2 separate regions of the Pan troglodytes genome follow, and region 2 is linked to region 1. Evidence: chromatin contacts called from public Hi-C data. All regions are on one chromosome and are shown on one strand. The core of a region is the stretch at or near the end of the contact, and the rest is flanking DNA. Distances in the headings are between cores, read along the strand shown. Region 1 overlaps DENND2B (DENN domain containing 2B). Region 2 overlaps TMEM9B (TMEM9 domain family member B).

The links. A called contact is a pair of places that touch in the nucleus more often than the background predicts.
Region 2: a Hi-C map of stem cell-derived neural progenitor cells shows a contact between it and region 1, with 5 times the contacts expected there. The contact joins two enhancer-like sites. A contact is called at or near these places in 1 of 7 Hi-C or Micro-C datasets (stem cell-derived neural progenitor cells) and 1 of 1 datasets of contacts at active chromatin or transcription factors (stem cell-derived excitatory neurons).

Annotation. Positions count from the first base shown.
Region 1 is chr9:12,840,609-12,846,125 of NHGRI_mPanTro3-v2.0_pri, forward strand. It overlaps DENND2B (DENN domain containing 2B), which reads right to left. Exons shown (of 22, transcript XM_063782749.1): 16 at 5,195-5,343; 17 at 1,844-2,021; 18 at 1,564-1,605; 19 at 165-276. Among named protein-coding and RNA genes, the nearest start is that of RPL27A, 18 kb to the left of the region's middle. Within about 2 kb of position 2,658, at least 11 of the 24 cell types and tissues checked have an H3K27ac peak or open chromatin away from gene starts, as enhancers often do. A contact at or near this core is called in stem cell-derived neural progenitor cells, where this site is marked.
Region 2 is chr9:13,105,505-13,111,596 of NHGRI_mPanTro3-v2.0_pri, forward strand. It overlaps TMEM9B (TMEM9 domain family member B), which reads right to left. Exons shown (of 5, transcript XM_009459918.5): 2 at 5,042-5,133. Among named protein-coding and RNA genes, the nearest start is that of TMEM9B, 4.9 kb to the right of the region's middle. Within about 2 kb of position 2,722, at least 3 of the 24 cell types and tissues checked have an H3K27ac peak or open chromatin away from gene starts, as enhancers often do. A contact at or near this core is called in stem cell-derived neural progenitor cells, where this site is marked.

The sequences.
Region 1 (5,517 bases), core at 1,408-3,907:
CTTCCTAAACTACCTGGGGTAGAAAAGACACTAGAGTGAGACCAAGGTCCTCATCAGCCAGAAAGGGTTTGGTGTGCAGAGGCAGAGTTCTGGCCCTATGGGGCCCTGACCCAGAGCAGAGGGAGCCTGGAGCAGAGCTGACCGTGCCCGGGCACTATTCTCACCATCGTCGGAGTCGCTGTCAGAGTCCTGGGAGATCAGCTCATTCTTCCTCTCCAGAGCCTGCTCCAGAGCTGCCTGTAACTTCCTAGGTAACAACGTGTCCTCGTCGTCCATCTGCAGGAGAAAGAAAGCACAGTGACAATCATAGCTGACACTGAGCACTTACGATGTGCTAAGACCTGTTAGAAGAGCCTGAGTAGATAATCTCATTTATCTCTCCCAGTAACCCTCATAACTATCATCAACCTCATTTTAAGATGAGGAACTGAAGCACAGAAAGGTTAAGAAACTTGCCCAAGATTACAGAGATTAAAAGTGGTAGAGGGTCAGGCGCAGTGGCTCACGCCAGTAATCCCAACACTTTGGGAGGCTGAGCGGGAGGATCGCTTGAGCCCAGGAGGGAGTTCGAGACCAGCCTGGGCAACTTAGCAGGTCCCTCTATCTGCAAAACACACACAAAAAAACAATTAGTCAAGTATGGTGGCATGCACCTGTACTCCCAGCTACTTAGGCTGACATGGGGAGGATCACCTGAACCCAGGGAGGTCGAGGCTGCAGTGTCATGACTGTACCACTGCACTCCAGCCTGGATGGCAGTGAGACCCTGTCTCCAAAAAAAAAAAAAAAAAAAAAGGTGGTAGAGCCAGTGTGGCATTCACTGGCCTTTGTGACCAGGACCAGCCAGGGGTTTCTGATTAGGTCTCCCCAATTCCTCCATCTTCAGCTCCAGGCAGGAGGCACAGTTGGCTTGGGGCAGGGGGACTGTGGCCAGCCTGTGTCTCAGGAATGAAGTTAGACTGTTGTTTCGTCTCTATACTCTGTTTCTGTGTCCACATCACTATGCCTGGTACCCAGGGAGTCCTCAGCTCCGTCATTGGTGTGTAACAGACAATAGGTACATTTCCATAGGGGAGAGCATTGGGTTGTGCTCCTTTGTAGAGAGCCAGGAGGGTTTCCACAACTAACAAAGGCTTTTTGTAGTTGACAACAATGATCGCAAACCTGTACGTTACATAACAATGTGGGGGTTACACAAACATAGTTATTTGTGTAACCCCCAGCAAACATTTCAAGGCAGGTGTTGTCACCACCTCTCCTTTAGAGCTCAGAAGAATTTAGAGGCCTAAGACCATGTGGCTCAAAGGGGGCAAAGTCCAGTGGCCAAGTCTATGGACTCCCAGGCCGTGTTCTTCAAATTCCCACGCTGCCTTCTAGAAGCTCATGATGTCACTGGAAAGGCAGACCCTGCTAAGGTCAAGGATTCCAAGACCAGCTTCTCCCCATCCTTGACTAGTCTGTGAGTAGTACTGAACCCAGAGAGCTCAACAAACAGGTTGAGTAGTGTGTGTGATGGTGCAGGGTGCTCAGGAGCCCAACTCTAGCAAGCACCCACCCTCTTACCTGTCGGATGAATCGGTCAGATCCCAGATTCACCATCAGCGCCTGAGAAAAGGAGTCATTAGCAGAGTGGCTCAGGGCATGAGTCCCGCAATGCCCTCTGCCAGGCCTCCAGACCTCCCAGGTTCCCAGGGTCAGAAAACAGGAAGTACTCCAGCCGGGGATAGACCTCCCAGGGAGAAAGGATGAGAGCCTGGTAAAGAGGCCGAGGGGCCACAAGTAAGATCCCAGCACCTGCTTCCCCCTCCACCCTTCCCCCCAGCTGGTTCCCCCGGTGGCCCACCTCCTCCACAGGCAGCTCCTTCAGTTTGGGGAGGGAGCTGGAGAGCAGGCCAACCAGGAAGGGGGTGGGACAGCAGACGATGTCAATCATGGAGGCCGGGAGGACAGGAATGAAGGTGTGCTGCCAGGAGAAGGGGTAGAGCAAGGCCACCACCGCGTGGGAGCAGCTGGAGAGGGTACTGATGGGCAGACAGAGAGACAGAGTACCTGAGCCCAGGCCCAGGAACTTAGAGCTCGCTGGAGGCTCAGGACAGCCTTTGATCGTAAACCTCCCAGTGCAACAAAAATGCTAATGGGGCTCAGGGACCCTGCAGACTGGTGAAGTCCCCACTTTCCCACTGCGTAGCGCCTCAAGGACAACAATGCTACTCTCTTAGGGAAATTGTACCTGCAAACAGCCAGGAAGGTATGCAGCAACCCGCAGGACAGTCATCTGACAAAGATCTGGAAAAGGGCTGTCTCGGGTTTGGGGGGCACATCAGTGGGCCCGTGGCTGAGGAGGCAGGAGGTTTTGTAAACCCCTAGGGCCAGTGAATGCAGATCGTGGGTACCCTCTCCCACCCCACATCAGAACTAGGCAAGAGGGACAAAGAACTTGTGGAAAACCTAAAACATCAGCAACGGATCATGAGCTGGCTGGACCTACCCCTCCCCTCTCCAGCCAGAGGCAGACCCCAGGCAGAACAGGAAGGACATCTTTTCCAAGACCCCAGATTGGCAGAACTTGAATACCCGGCCAGGCCAAGAACAAGACCTTGGGATCGTCCCTCCCAGAATGGTCCTGGAATGTGCTCAGAGGCAGCTGCAACCACAGGAAACAATAGCTGTATTCACAGCCCCATGGGAGCTGGGCTGGGGGGGCAGGGTGGCAAAGAGGAAGCTCAGCCCTGAATTAGAGGGTAGAACCTTCAGGAAAAGAAACCTCATGGTCCAGGCTCTCTTAGGGGCCACTAAGGTCAGGCCAGGCCAGGGCACCAAAGCTGGGCAGTCAGGGGCTTTGTTGGCTGACAATGACCATGGCTGGCACACAGGAGGGGCCTCTTGGAACTGCTGTACCCAGCTCATTCCAGCTGTTGGGCTAGATTTCTTCACAAGGGCCTGATGGGCCCACAGAACACCTAGAACTGTGAGACACAGAAGCATTGAGGCTGTGATGGGAACAAGTGAGGGGCAGTTTTCCTTTCTAAACCCTGGTGCTCTATGGAAAAGTCAGCAGCTCTGGTTTTTCTTCCTCCTTTCTCCTCCTGGGCTGAGGATGGGCCTGCGTTCCTGTCCCTCTGAAGGCAATCGGGAGTTCTTTTCTCGGGCTCCTCTCAACTGCTCCCTCATACATACGGAAGGAAATACCCCAGGGATTCAGGACTTATTGGAGGACAAACCAGAACGGGGATTTTCCTTCACTGCCCTCCTCTGAGCACCTGACATTTAAGGTGGCTTAATCAATGTCCAAATGACCACTCTAGAGAAACCACTTTTTGGGATGGATTCTTTGACCAAAACAATATGTAACATGTTGCCAATAACCCATCCTGTTGTTGTAGGACTTATTAAGAAATTATTTTACGCAGAGAGGAAAAGTTTTTGTTTCCTTTTTTTAAAAAAATTTTTAAATTTTTATTTATTTATTTATTTTGAGACAGAGTCTCACTCCCAGGCTGGAGTGCAGTGGCACAATCTCCACTCACTGCAACCTCCACCTCCTGGATTCAAGCAATTCTCCTGCCTCAGCCTCCTGAGTAGCTGGGACTACAGGCACAGCTAATACAGGGTTTCACCATGTTGGCCAGGAGAGTCTCGATCTCTTAACCTTGTGATCTGCCCACCTCGGCCTCCCAAAGTGCTGGGATTACAGGCGTGAGCCACTGTACCTCATTTCCTTTAAAGCAGCTCAAAAACGTTTCTTGTCTAGAAAGAAAGCCCCGGCTCTTACAGCCAGGCAGGCAACCTTTGATATGCAAATGCAGACCATTAGAAACTGGGTCCACCCAACATGGCAATTCCCACCGTTGTCCTCTTGCCCTTGCCCCCACAGGTGCCTAGCAGCATGGCTGCCCTGCATATTCCCACGTGTGTAGAACATCAGGCGCCCTACATTCGCATATTAAAAGGCTAGGATGGGAGGGCCAGCTTCCGGAGGAGGGGGGGCTACGTGAATGACATGCCTGGTCAAACCAATCCCCTAAGCGCTATGCAAATCAAACACCGCCTCCTCCAGCCTTCTTATAAAACTGGCTGGTATCCACAGCACTTGGGGTTCCCTCTCTCGGCTTTGGAGCCTCTCTCCCTCTGTCTCTGTACTTTCTTCTTTCTGCCTTTCTTCTTTCCTTCTTGCCTATTAAACTCTCCGCTCCTTAAAACCACTCCACGTGTGTCGGTGTCGTTTTATCTAAACCAGCATAAGAACCAAAAACCCTAGTGTTCCTCCACTCATCGGAGCCATATCACTTGTCCCTTGCCTGTGTCACCCCCTAACCACCACTGACATAAAACTTTTTTCTTTTTTAAACCTTGGCTGTCTAGAAGAGCTCCGACTTCTTACTTCCTAAACTGCCTCACGTCCAGTGACCATCACTTCTGCCACCCCTCCCATGGCCACCACCAGACCTTCTCGACACCTCTACCTCTAAAATCATAAATGCCAGCATTTCAGACCAAGACCTGTGACCCATCCAGCTCTTTTCTTACTCCTCCTAAACTAGCTCCCCCACTTCCCTGGCACCTCCAGGCCCTGCACATCATCTGTTTCCCGGTGTGGGCTGGCCAGCCTTCCTCACCCACTCTCCTCTCTGCACCTCAATGCCCCCATCGCATCCTTCTCCCCAGCCCTCCCATTTCCCAGCCCTGGGCCACTGCAGTTGCTTTCTCCAGGGGACACCCTCCACAGGACCCTCGCTGGCTGGCTCAGCATTCCTCACACTGTCCCCGGTCAGTGCTCTTGCCCCTTCCTCACAGCAGCTCTTTCCTCAAACTCAGCATCCCATTGAGATGGCTTTGCCTCCCCCTCCAGAAGAAATGCAACCATCCGCCAAAAATCTCAATTTCTTAACCTTTCCCCTTTACATAACCCGGCACCTGCACAGTCTTGGCTGTTGCAAAGGAAGAAATGTCCCTCCCTCTCCCCTCAGGCCAAGCCCTCCACAGGGTTCTCAATCCTGCCATCTGTGTGCTCCCAAACCCTGCTCCCTCACCCACACAGGGGTGCTACCTTTCCACCTACTCTTCCATCTCCCTACGCACAGCCCCACTCCAGCACTGGTCTCCGGCGCATGCTTAGGCTCCTGAACACTTGCTGATTCGCTTGTGGGCATGCCTTCCCCCCTCCCTTCTGCTTCCTTGCCCGGCTGGGCCCTACCTGAGCTTATCTGCCACAAAAATGACCCGGCGCTCCAGCAGCAGTGAGGCAAAGATTCGGATGAGCTGGCGCACACTGAGGCAGGTAAAAAGGCACTCAAAGTCCACGTGCTCCAGCCTTGAGTCCATGGGCCGCCGCAGCTCTAACACCTGCAGGAGAGCGATGGGAAAGTGGGCTGGGGCCAGCCAAGTGGGTGCTGCCCTCCAGCCCTCCACGAAGCAACTGGAGGCTGCTTTCCCCTTCCAACCTGCTCTTTTCCAGGTCTCTCGTCTACCCTGCTATGCAGTAAACCCCTCTTCTCCATCCCTCGGACTACAGCTCTG
Region 2 (6,092 bases), core at 1,472-3,971, 260 kb after region 1:
CAGTGTGGTGTATGAATGACTAACCACGTTTAACAGCCTGGTAAATTCTGAAACTCTGAAAATTGAACCCTCAAAGCCACACACAGGAAGAAACAATCACTTTTCTTAATGAGCAAATCTGAAAAAGCAAGGAGAAACAGAATAACAAAAATATTTTAAAACAAAAACTGGTTATTCCAAAGAACTAAATAAAAACTAACAAAGGGATGAGTGTTTTTGTTGAATGTTACTTATTTCCCCGACCCCATTTTCAAGGCTAATTATTTATGGTTTGTGTAAACACAGTGCTATCAGATTTTTCCTAGAAATCTGTCAATTCTAAGCAATAACTAAATTATTATTCTCCTCAACTACTAAGAGTCTATGGCTCTGATCACCTTCAGCAAAATTAGGGAAAGCTTTCCTGTCCTCCTGCCAGCTGTTGGACAATTTTCTTTCCTTTTGGCATCTCTTCGTTAGGCATTCCTGGCTGCCTCAAGCAATCTACTACACCATCCTATCTTATCTTACCCATTCTCTTGGGGACACCCAATACTCTATAGAGTGATTCCTTCTCTTTCCCTACCAAAATGTACTTTTTGGAAGCAAAGTTACAGCTTGGTGGGAGGAATAAGTTCTAGTGTTCTATATCACTGTAGGATGACTATAGTCAACAATAATATATATTATAGTTTCAAATAGCTAGAAGGAGGATGTTGAATATTTTCAACACAAAGAAATGATAAATGTCTGAGATGCTAAATATTCTGATCAAATCACTATATCTTATATGAATTGAAACATCACTATGTATCCCATAAATATGTACAGTTATTGTGTCAATTAAAAATTAATTTCAGCCAGGTGCAGTGGCTCATGCCTGTAATCCCAGCACTTTGGGAGGCCGAGGCGGGAAGATCACCTGAGGTTGGGAGTTCGAGACCAGCCTGACCAACATGGAGAAACCCCCGTCTCTACTAAAAATACAAAAAAATTAGCCAGGCATGGTGGTGCATGCCTGTAATCCCAGCTACTCAGGAGGCTGAGACTTGAGAATCACTTGAACCTGGGAGGTGGAGGTTACGGTCAGCCAAGATCGTGCCATTGCACTCCAGCCTGGGCAATGACAGCGAAACTCCGTCTCAATTAAAAAAAAAAAAAAAAAAAAAAGCCAGGTGTGGTGGCTCACACCTGTAATCTCAGCACTTTGGGAAGCCGAGGCGGTTGGATCATGAGGTCAGGAGTTCAAGACCTGCCTGACCAACAGGGTGAAACCCCATTTCTACTAAAAATACAAAAAATTAGCTGGGCATGGTGGCACATGCCTGTAATCCCAGCTACTCAGGAGGCTGAGGCAGGAGAATCGCTTGAACCTGGGAGGCAGAGGTTGTAGTGAGCTGAGATTGCGCCATTGCACTCAGCATGGGCGACAGAGTGAGACTCTGTCTCAAAAAAAAAAAAAAAGTTAATTTCTAGAAATTCATATTTTCATGTTCTGTTCCCTCTAAACTGTGGCATTAGAAAAAATAACCAAAACGGTATATGATAGAAGTTGTTAGGTTATTCTTTTTTTTTTTTTGAGACAGAGTTTCACTCTTGTTGCCCAGGCTGGAGTGCAATGGTGTGATCTTCCTCAACGCAACCTCTTCCTCCAGGGTTCAAGTGATTCTCCTGCCTCAGCCTCCCTAGTAGCTGGGATTACAGGCATGCGCTACCATGCCCGACTAATTTTGTATTTTTAGTAGAGATGGGGTTTTTCCATGTTGGTCAGGCTGGTCCCAAACTCCCAACTTCAGGTGATGTGCCTGCCTCGCCCTCCCAAAGTGCTGGCATTACAGGCATGAGTCACCACACCTGGCCCAGGTTATTCTTAACAGGTAATTTAATTTTAACAAAGGTAGTAATGAAAAATTAAATTTCCACTGATGGTATTTCAAATACAGGTAAGGCCCCACAACTCTCACCATAAAAGTGTGTGATATCTGTTCCAAATATACAGAAGACCAGGCATGTACCCAACTGGATGCAGGCACAAAATGGGCAGAGGGAACTATATCCCATAACAGGTGTTACCTATCTGAGGATCAGAGAGCTCATCTAGCCTCAGGCTTAGAGAAGGTCACAGAGTAAAATCGTATTTGAAAAAGGATCAGGCCACGCATGGTGGCTTATCCCTATAATCCCAGAGTTTTAGGAGGCCAAGATGTGAGGATCACTTGAAGCCAACTTGAGACCAGCCTGGGCAACATAGTGAGACCCAGTGTCGAAAAAATAAAAATTAGCCAGGTTGATGGTACACACCTGTAGTCCCAGCTACACAGGAGGCTGAGGCTGGAGGACCACTGGAGCCTAGGAGATCAAGGCTGCAATGAGCTATGATCGTGCCACTGCACTCTAGCAATAAAAAAAACAGAAAGGACCAGAATCCAGGACTCCTGCTTCCTACGTCAGTTCTTTACCTCTGAACCTCGGGAAAATGAAACTGATCTATTTAGTTTCCTACTTCAGCTTCAGAAGCCTTGGCAACAATACCTAAGAATGACTTGGGAATTTTAAGTGCTAAGTAAGTATTGAGTATTTCTTTTGAAGGATATATTTTAATAACAAAAAGATACTGAGTGCTGTGCAAAAGTTGTGCCCAGCTGGAGAGAAAGCAGGAAGGTTGATTTTGGCTGACCAGTCATTACAAACAGAGCTAGACCTAGTCAGAGGTTAACCACTTAAGGAACTAGGCAACACCTCCCCCTAGTGCCAAAAGGAACACATCATTAGCTTTCAATCACCCCAAACACAAACTAGAGCACTCCAACTACTCTTAAGTCAGCCAGCATAAGTCAATGAAGACTTAAAGATAAAAACTGGACAAAATGAAAGGCCTAGAAAACAAAAGGTAAAACTACATCTAGGCCCTCACAGATACTGGAGGCCTCGTAAAGCCATAATTCTGGTGAATCATAACTTGCCTGCCCTTGTAAAGTCAGTTAAAAATTTTCAGTGCCAGCTGGGAACTTATCCCTAGAAAAATGCTAAGCTGCAGAAAAGAAACAAGGGAGAGTGGGAGAGAGGGAAGAAAAACCCCAAGCAAGCCTTATACTCAACTGTTTATTTTCTTTGTTTCTTTGTTTGTTTTTTTTTTTTTTTTTGAGACAGAGTCATGCTCTGTCACCCAGGTTAGAGGGCAGTGGCACAATCTCAGCTCACTGCAACCTCTACCTCTGCGGCTCAAGCGATTCTCTACCTTAGCCTTCCGAGTAGCTGGAATTACAGGCGTGTGCCACCATGCCCAGCTAATTTTTATATTTTTAGTAGAGTCGGGGTTTCACCATGTTGGCCAGGCTGTTCTTGAACTCCTGGCCTCAAGTGACCCACCTGCCTTGGCCTCCCAAAGTGCTGGGATTACAGGCGTGAGCCACCATGTCCTGCCTCAACTGTTTTCAAAGCTATTTTTACTAATAACCAGGGATTAATGACATATGGTCCTGAGTCTGAAATAACGAAAAGTTAGTGAAAAGATTAGTGCTAACCACTTGAATAGTGAGTTCATTTGCTACTCAAAAGACAGGCATTGCATTTCATTACTGATAACAGAATAAACTGTAAGCACTGAATAAATTTGGAAAATTTATAGAAGTAACATAAAGATTTATTTGAACTTTTTTTTTTTCTTTTTGAGCTGGGGTCTCGCTCTGTCGCCCAGGCTGGAGTGCAGTGGCGCGATCTCGGCTCACTGCAAGCTCCGCCTCCCGGGTTCAAGCGATTCTCCTGCCTCGGCCTCCCGAGTGGCTGGGATTACAGGCACCCGCCACCAAGCCCGGCTAATTTTTTTTGTATTTTTAGTAGAGACAGGGTTTCACTCTGTTGGCCAGGCTGGTCTCGAACTCCTGACCTCAGGTGATCCGCCTGCCTCGGCCTCCCAGAGTGCTGGGATTACAGGCGTGAGCCACCGTGCCCAGCCTGAACATTCTTGTATCATATAAAGTAACTTCCTGATATAAAACCTTTAAGAATATGGCCAAATCGCTTGTTTAATATGACACCACCTACAGTGGAACATAGAGGTTCACAAGAAGTTCTCAAGAACACACTTAACAAATATGAGACTGAACCTAAATGCATATCAGGGAAGAACAGACAGTGGCATCAGAGAAACTAAACATACTCGAAGGCTGCCTTTTCTTTTTTAAAGTCAGGTTGGAATACTGTTAACTGAATGAATTTAATCTTGCTTTCTAACTCTTTGATGGCTATTTAGCTATGAAATCAGGTACACGTGAAAGCTCCTACCATTTGGAACTATTTTTCCTAAATTCCTATCCCATCCATCTTCCACCGTGGTTACAAACCATAAAACATCACAATTCTATGGGAAGGAACACATTCATCCTGCTGTAATACAACTGCATCCCAACTGCTTCATGGCACACGTAGAAAAAGCTATTTGTCAGGTCTGCTGGGATAAGCAGAGAAGGCTGCTGGTGGCTAGTCAGTCAGGATCCCCCAGTCATCACAGGCCTGCCTGACTGCCCAAGGACTGAACAGGTCAATATCTTGGCACACCTGTAACTTCTTCATTTACACCAAATGGGAAACTCTGACTACATAGCTCATTTCCACTTCTTCTTGAGCCTTCTGACACTTTTAAACATAGCTTCCCATACTTGGCAATACATCATCAAAACCTACAAGTTGTAAAAATTATAACCCAGATAAACGAGGCTTGCTAACCTTCCACTGAAAAGCAAGAGGGAGAAAGGTCCCTCACCAAAACTTGAGGGAGTACAGGAAGATAGCTATGGGTAGTTTAGGTGCCACAAACCCAGTCATACGCTCCCATGAAACTCTGCCTACATGGGTCTTAGTGTTTTGGCTGTATACCTTTAGGCCTGCAGGCATCATGCATGTAGGGCCTCACTCTCACTTTTTCAAATGGAAGTAGAATTTCACATTTTTGCTTCAAATGAAATACTTAAAAAGAAAACTGTGCATTTGATGAACATTCTGGGATAACACTGACAACCACAGAAACAAATGTGACAGGTAATTCAGTAATCCAGATACTTACCAATCTTTCTGAGATATGTTCTTATTATAAATATGCCCAGAATTTTCTTTATAGGGAGGGCAGATACATTTACATCTGACATCCTCGAAATTCTGTAACCAAAACGGAAACAGTATAGTGCGTTGACAGTTCATCATCAATATTTTTAAAAACTGTACCATATACATTTTGCCAAGCATCCTCTTTAGAATACCAAGTATTCTAAAATCATTCGTTTAAAATTTTAACAGACACAGTTTTTAAAAGCCACAGTCCTTTATGGTAATGCCAATGAATCATTATATATTACATGTAGTTATTTTGAAATAATACCTAATACATGATCTAAGACTTATTAACCATATTTATGGGTCACATGACAATCAAATTATGTTAATGTTATTACCATCTATCTGCCACTAGAAAGACACATAGTAAACAGATAGTTGTGCCTGTAAATAAGAATATTCATTACTAAAGGATGGGAAAGAAACTAAAAATTATTCACAAAAAAGGTCACAATTCTACCTATCATCCTTTCACCCTCTGGTAGAAGGCACTGACATTGATAAAAGGGGTTGGGCCAGAGTCCCGTAGAAGGGATGAAATGTTAGAGGCACCCACCTACAACTAGAAAGGAAGTACACACAGGAAGTAGCCTGACTCTGAGATCAGTTTAGTATACTCTTCCCAGGAAACTTTGCTTCTAATTCCTGGTTGACAGACAGAACAACTACCAACAAAACAAGTTTCAAGAGGTGGAGGAACAGGTGACTAAGTATCTGGATAGAGAAAAGAAGAGATGCTTCCTCAGCAAAGGGGAATCTGTTTGAGAAGGAAGTGGCTTATCATTCCCCAGAGGACCTTGCCCACTCCTCCTATATACAGTGATATGTCTGGCAGAGCTATTGACAATTCACAAACGTATTCAGCAACCACTTAGTGAGCATTTGCTCTGTGTTAGATCTTGTGCTCAATAAGGCGGATTCAGATAAGCATAAGACATGGTTTCTGCCCATAATCAGGACACACCCTAGTAAAGGAGACTGAAAAATAAATACATGATCACAAT